Linked DNA regions of Cricetulus griseus: region 1 is linked to region 2. The links are chromatin contacts, called in public Micro-C maps. All regions are on one chromosome and are shown on one strand. The core of a region is the stretch at or near the end of the contact, and the rest is flanking DNA. Distances in the headings are between cores, read along the strand shown. Region 1 has its middle 56 kb from the start of Tnrc6b. Region 2 has its middle 44 kb from the start of Fam83f.

Evidence for each region. Hi-C and Micro-C count contacts between places; a contact is called where the count stands out from the background.
Region 1: a contact with region 2 is called in a Micro-C map of the CHO-K1 cell line, with 3 times the contacts expected there. The contact joins two enhancer-like sites. A contact is called at or near these places in 2 of 8 Hi-C or Micro-C datasets (both in the CHO-K1 cell line).

Annotation. Positions count from the first base shown.
Region 1 is chr2:377,963,179-377,966,645 of CriGri-PICRH-1.0, reverse strand. No RefSeq gene overlaps it. Among named protein-coding and RNA genes, the nearest start is that of Tnrc6b, 56 kb to the left of the region's middle. Within about 2 kb of position 1,890, at least 5 of the 6 cell types and tissues checked have open chromatin away from gene starts, as enhancers often do. A contact at or near this core is called in the CHO-K1 cell line, where this site is marked.
Region 2 is chr2:377,874,824-377,878,542 of CriGri-PICRH-1.0, reverse strand. No RefSeq gene overlaps it. Among named protein-coding and RNA genes, the nearest start is that of Fam83f, 44 kb to the right of the region's middle. Within about 2 kb of position 1,327, at least 6 of the 6 cell types and tissues checked have open chromatin away from gene starts, as enhancers often do. A contact at or near this core is called in the CHO-K1 cell line, where this site is marked.

The DNA of each region.
Region 1 (3,467 bases), core at 641-3,140, 88 kb before region 2:
AACAGGCCATTTTCAGTACAAGAGGCCAACCCATTTTAACAGTGAATAAAAAAGCTTTTGAAAGCACTACACACCCTCTTCCACACTGTCAAATTTTCAAAATTGTCCAGCAGTTTTCCCATTTTATTTTTTAACACTTTAAGGCCCAGCTGGTTAGCATCTCTTAATTAGATTAATTAAAAAGGATACAACCAAAACCAAAAAAAACCAAACTCCCTTCTGATCAAAATTATTCCATTTATGCTTAATTAGCTTTAATTCAACTCTACATTTTTAATGATGGGATATGACAATTCAATCATTTGCATATTTTAAATGTCTTTTCTAAATTATGTAGCAGATTTAGAAGAACAGTATCTTTCTCTTGCCAATATGCTACAGCACAAATCAAGAGAACACAAATTAGGAGAAAAGAGGCAGAAAGCAAGGTTTCTCAGAGCTAAAGATGTGCTGGGGGAAGAGGGAGGGATTTTGTCAGGGGTAGAGGTAATTTGCCCGCCACATCACAAACTCCAGTCCTTTCAGCACAGCAGACCAAGAGGCATTACATCACACTCTCACAATGATCGGGGGAGGTGGCCCTGAGAAAGCAAGTTTTGGGCTTTCTTTCCAGCCTGCTCAGGCTTCTAGAACCCTGCATTAGGAGTAATGGAATTTAACTTGAGGCACTGCACTTTCAGGGTTACTAACAAACTCAGACACTCATTTATATGATCCTAAATGACCACTTTACAAAAAAATACACGTCCGAAAAGACACACATCACACATACTCAATTGGCGTTGAAAATCTAACATTAAATAAAATATTTTATTTCATATGAAATGGAGACCAATATACATACACTGAGAACTGGTAAAGAAACAATTTCTAAACGGAGTAAAGAGCCATTTATATCTTTAAAATAAACGTGTTTACAAGACAGTCCCACCATTTGGTTTAAGCCACAATCAAAATAAAAGCGCATCTGGCTGAACATTTGAGAACACACACTGGGACCTAGTGCAAAGGAGCGCGCGCAAAGAAGAGGGTGAGCCACATTTTGCTTGCATTTCAAGCAGGGGAATCTATAACCCCAAATCTGGTGTATTCAGTTACCCCCCGGACCTAGTTTAAAATGTATCTGGTCTCACTTTAGGCTCTACACATCTCCAGGAAGCATAGCCGACCTAAGAGAGAGAGAGGAAAAAAAAAAGCTTTCCCATTCTAGGGCTAGTCCTCCCGGATCCTTTGTCGGCCTTAGCAGCCCAAAGAATGCAAACCCATTTATATTTATGCAAATTTTTGCAGCAGATTTAAGGGGGGAGGGAGAGGTTTGTGTTTTTTTTTTAAAAAAACCTCTTCCTAAATATCAAATTCCAATTACTCAGAGCTCCGTTTATTTGCATGATAAAAATGATGAAAAGCTACATATAAACTAAAAGTGCAATTAAATCACTTCAAAATTTAAATATTTTACCAGGTCTTTTCCATTTCTAAAATGCTGAACCAAAAGTACATCACGAGTCTGATTTACAGATTCGCGAAATGTCTGAAGCCAGTCTCCATGCTAGAGAAATGTCGATTTGCAACACCACTAGTGAAAACGGTTAGACACGATCCATATAAATCAATTGGTTTTTAAAAATTGAAAATATTTACCAACCTCATAAAGTGCAGCAGTGCTTAAATCCAGCAAATTGAGGCATACAAGGTAGAAATAGAAATGAAAAAAGGTCCAAAAAGTGAATTCTTTTTGTCTATCTGTATTTTGTATTTTAAATATTCAGAAACCAGCAGAGACTCTGTCGGCCATTTTGGCTTGAACTAACTCTCTCACTCACTCTCCCTCCTGCTCTCTCTCTCCCTCTCTGTCTCTAAAGGAAGCAGCTTTTTGTGACCTTCAAATAGAGGCGGATCACGTGACTTCGGGTAGGTTTGTCAATCAGGAAAGGGGGAGGGAGCTGGAGTTGAAGCTGCCTTAAAGGGAAAGCAGCCTTTTTCCACCGGCTTTCATTTGTGCAATGCTGTTATCTTATTCTCCCGCCTACAGATACTGCATGTGAAAGTGGCAACACCATAAGGGTAACAGATGAACAAAATACAAAAACCTTTATTGGTTTATAGAAATATGCTCAGTTGCTAACGATGCTTGCAGATCCTGGATCTGATCTTGGCTCCCTTGCTAGTTATTCTCTAGATGTTTGGGCAAGAACAGACTGGCAAACTGCTCTTTAAAAGGGGGCTTAAACAAAGCTTTACCTAAACAAAAAGAGAATTTAGTTTTTTGATTAAGATGAAACATAAGACACAACCGATTTCTAGCTACCTCTGAAATACACAAAAAGAGGGAAAGTTACCCTAACCACCCGCAAACTGAGTGGTAATTCAGAGAGGTTAAGCAGCACCCCAAATCACACAGCTCAACAGGGACAGACAGGGCTGCTTTCTGCCCTTGAACTTGGTGCCTATTGTGTGAGTACAGCACTCAGTAGCCTCTCACCCAAACCTAAGTGAAAACTAAGCTAGGGCTTCACAAAGGATCCCTCCAGGCTGGGCAGCACTGAGTCATCTTAAATACTCCCCCCCCCCCCCCCCCGCAGGAAGTAGCTCTGAGTCTAGGCACTCAATTAAAGACTACTCAGCTTCCTTGCAGGCCCAGTCCCTCCTCCTTAGGGACACCTTGATTTCTCCTGCCTTGAAAACCCACCCTGGGCTTAAAGTAAAAGTCCATCCCTTGCCTCCCTGGGCCTCAGATGGTACACCTTAGTGTATCTCCAACCCCTTCCCCCTCCCCTTCCCTCTTCTCCTCCCTCCCCTCCCCCCTCCCCCCTCTCCTTTTTGATTTATTTATTTTTTATTTTATGTGCATTTAATTTTGGTGTTTTACCTACATGTATGTCTGAGTGAGGGTGTCAGATGCCTGGAACTGGAATTACAGACAGTTGTGAGCTGCCATGTGTGTGCTAGGAAGTGAACCAGGTCCTCTGCAAAAGTAGCCTGTGCTTCTAAGAAGCTATATCTCTCCTGCCCCTGGTTTCCTTCTCCTGGTGACGTTATTCACTTTATCCTGCTCAAGTTAGTCACAGGCCAGGAGTGTGATGCATGTCACTAATCCCAGTGCAGAGGCAGGTGGATCCTGCTCTACCTAGCAAGCTCCAGATCAGCCAGAGATGCAGTGTGACCTGTACTCAAAAAGTCAGTCACTACTACCCAAAGCAAGCATCTTGAGCTTCCTAGTTCAATACTGGCACTCCTAGGACACACTTGACTACTTCAGAGTTGTTTAGTTTTATGACAGACACTGCTTAATGCTGGTCTTTCCCTACAAACTGTCAACTGTCTGTAGGCAAACACCACCATCTTCCTCATCTTCAGTGAGGTGTCACACTGAACCCCAAACTGCAGATAAATGAATGAATTAATCTATCAACCAAACTACCTGGAGCTATGTTCAGAAGGGCTGGGCTAAACAGAAGGTCACAAAT
Region 2 (3,719 bases), core at 78-2,577:
AATGCCTCTCCCCGTAGCCCCTCACGCAGCTCTCGAGGGATGGCCGTGGAACCCTGCCGCCAGGTTCTGCACCCAAGCTTGCGCGCACGCGGAGCGGGGACACCGGATGCTCGCGCCCCACCGCCAGGCAGACTCAGCTCCATGGGCCTCGCAGTCCCGAAGGCCCCAGGCGACCGCGAAGCGCTCGGACTGCCGCTGGCCCACCCGGAAGCTCTTCCTCGGCTCACACCTGCCGGCGCATGACGCCGGTCTGTCCCTGCCCCACTACTCAGGACGCTCAGGCCCTCGCGACCGACATGACCGCGCGTCCCTCACACACCCCTCCCCCGCCTCACGTCTACACACCGCGATCCCAGAGCGCGCCCGGGGCGAGCTCCCTGGCCCGCCGCGGCCCACCCCGGCCCTGTGCGCTCCCGTCCCACCCACCCCGCCCGGCTCGCTCCCGTCGAGCGCGCTCTCGCGAGGACACGCACACGCTGCGCCTCAGCGGGCCGCGGCGCGCGCTCCCGAGGGCGTCCTCAGTCGCCCATCCCGGGCCGTGCCGCTCGGCCCGGCGGCTCGCGAGGAAGAGGAAGGCCCGCGCGGCCCACAGTCCTCACTCACCGCTGAGCCGCGCCGGCTCCGAGTGCGCGTCGTTCCGCTGTGGAGCCCAGCGGTGACCGCGGTCCTCGCTTCTCCGCAAGCTGTGGAGGCGACGTCGCGGGGAGGCTGAAAGGCGAGGGGTGTCACTGTCGCTCGCTTAACCTTCCCGAAGCTCGGGGACCCCAGAAACTAAAAACAAAATAAACAAACTTTCCCCTCCGCCTCCCTCCCTAAAACCACAACACAAACACTCGGGGGCCCGCCCACAGCTCCACTTCATTGGCCGAGGGCAGGATGCCTCTAACTTTCACTGGCTAGCTTTCGTGCCTGTCAAGATGCTGTTCCTCCTCTCTTAAGTCCTCGCCGCTGCCGTCTCCCCTCATTGGCTAAGTGCTTCCCGTTTGCTGAGCTGGGGTTGGCTGAGCGGCCTGCGCCAATCATGAGGAGACACACCCCCTCAGCATCCCAGAGGCCGCTTCCCCGGTCGCGTACCCAGAGAGACGAAGGGGAAACTAGAGCATGATGGCGGCCGAGATCGCCCAACGCAGTCATTATCTTTTCCCTATTTTTTGTTTTCTTAGCTCTTTGGTGCCCCTCTCAGGCGCTGTTTCTCGCAAGTTCCTTTCTCCATTCGAGACTGCACTAATAACGGAATCTATACGTGCCGGCTCTTTGATTTATCCCCTCCGAAGAGCTGAGTGTGGGTTGGTTGTGCGTCATTGGACTGTCAGGATGTCGCTCCCAAGTCACATCCTTAAACTATTGGTGGAACAACCAAAAAGCGGCCAACAACAAGGGCCTATGCCATTGGTTTGATTCCACTGTTAGTTTTTTTCCTGGTCTCTTATTGGGCACTTCGGTGTTGTCCATCAAATCCGGATTCGCCACTCAGTTTACCTGAGGAGAGGGGTGTCTTTGGTCCTTGGTAATTGACAGTAATAACTACTATCATTTATTGTGAGTGTATTTTATGCCAAAACGGTGCTGAATTCTTTACAAAAGCTATCTGATTAAACCTTTTTTTTTTTTTCAGAAAGCAAGGCCAAAATAAGTTAAGAAACTTACCCAAGGTCACCCATTTAGAAAGGAGTTGTTGGGCCATACATTGATTCCTAGGCCTGACTCAACAATCTCCACTCGTTTAGCCATGCTTTAGTGCCTCTGAATAATACCTGTCAGTCAACCCAACATCATAAAACTGTTTCTTTCAGAACCCAAGTTCCTTATTCAGTTTCTGGCAATAGCATTACTGTAGACTAACGCGGGAACGATTGTCATAAGCATTATTAGAGACTAGCTTTGGAGAGATTGTCATTTTCTCCATGACATCTTCCTCCTAGGATCCATTCTTCCCCATTCTAAGTTAAACAAATATTTCCCGACAAGAAGCACATATAAATCTATTTTCAGTTTCTTTGGCTTTGTAAATGACTATTTTTACCACCCTCATGTGCCATAGCAATCCCCATACCCATCGCTGACCAACTTTAGCCTGTTCCTTTGCAAGAATATCCCAGAGTTGGAAATGATGAGAAATTAAGTCTTGAATGAGATAAAGAATAAATCCCTTTAGAAATAATTGATTGCATGCAAATGGAACAATCCTCTGGCTCCTGGAAAGCTTCCAGAGTTGCTGATGTCGAGCAAGCCATGTGTGTACTCCTGGCTTCTGGCCACTGGATTCTTTCTCTGTGACAGCTTTTATGGAAGTGAATCCACATTTCAGCCAGGGGAGGGCAGGATGCTTAGGATCCATTACCAGAGTGCCAGCCCCAAGCCTCTGGGACTGAAATGATCTCCAGGAGCACACTACTGGACTCTAGCCCACATTTTACCATTCCAAATCCCTGTCCCTTGTAGCTGAAGGGGGATCATAGCCCTTGTTTCCCTTCCCCAAGCTGTTGTGTAATCTCATTGGCACTGTTTAACAATAAAGCAGCCATTGTAACACAGTGATACGTTCAGTAAAGCCTTTCAGCAGAGGAAGACAAGGTATTTCACAAACATCAATTAAGAGTAAATGGTAGGTATTTCTAGGATAATTCGAGGACAGGAGGGAGACCATAAGTTAAATTCTATTAAAGGACCTAAAAATATGAAATGTGATAACTCCATGCACATAGCTCATATTAGCATTCAAAATGGGGATTAGGAACCAGAAAACACAATGAAAAATGTCAAGGATTCAGAACCTTTCCAGTCCTTAAAGTTGATTGTTTTTGTATCACTTAAAAATATCTATTTCTAGGGGCTGGAAAGATGGCTTGGTGGTTGTGATCCAGAGGACCCAGTTCAAACCTCAGCACTCATATGGCAGCTTACAACTGTCTGTAACTTATACATGTGGAGGACAGATATATGCAGGCAAAAACTGATACACATAAAATAAATAAAAATATTTACTTCTTTTTTTGTCCATGAACATTTGATTTATTTTTAATTTAGAATATTATAATGATGTTTTTGAAATAAAATCTTACTATATATCCTAGTCTTACCTCAAGATTGTAATCCTCCTGCCTCAGTCTTTGGAGTGTTAGGTTTTTTTTTAATTTATTTATTAGTTCTAGTTAGGGAACAAGCTTGTTTCACATGTAAGTCCCTTCTCCCACTCCCTCCTCTCTCACCCCAGCCTACCCCCCACCTCATCCACCCACCACTCCCCAGGCGGGTAGTGCCCTCAACGGGGGCTCTGCAAAGTAAAAATATTTACTTCTATTTATTTACATGTATGTACATCTGTATCTTGTGAGAATATGCCATTCATGTGTGCATTGCCCATGAAGACCGGAATAGGACTCCAGGTCCCCTGTTACTGGAGTTAGAGTTCACTATGAGCTGCCCCCAACTTTGGTGCTGGGAATCGAAATCAGGTCCTCTGGAAAAGCCACAGATATTTTTAACCACTGTCTCCACCCCTTGTACCTCTGTCTTAACCCTCAAGATAATGCTTGGTTTTATATGAATTATTGGGCAAACCCCAGTTACAAGTTCCTTGAAATAGTTTTCTTTTTCATCTTTCTACCCCTTATATTGATCTGTCTATAAGAGATCCCCAATAAATGATTATTTGGTAATTAATTATCGAGCTAAGAACTTTTGTAAGGCCCGAGGGTTGCTCTGTATATAAAAACACC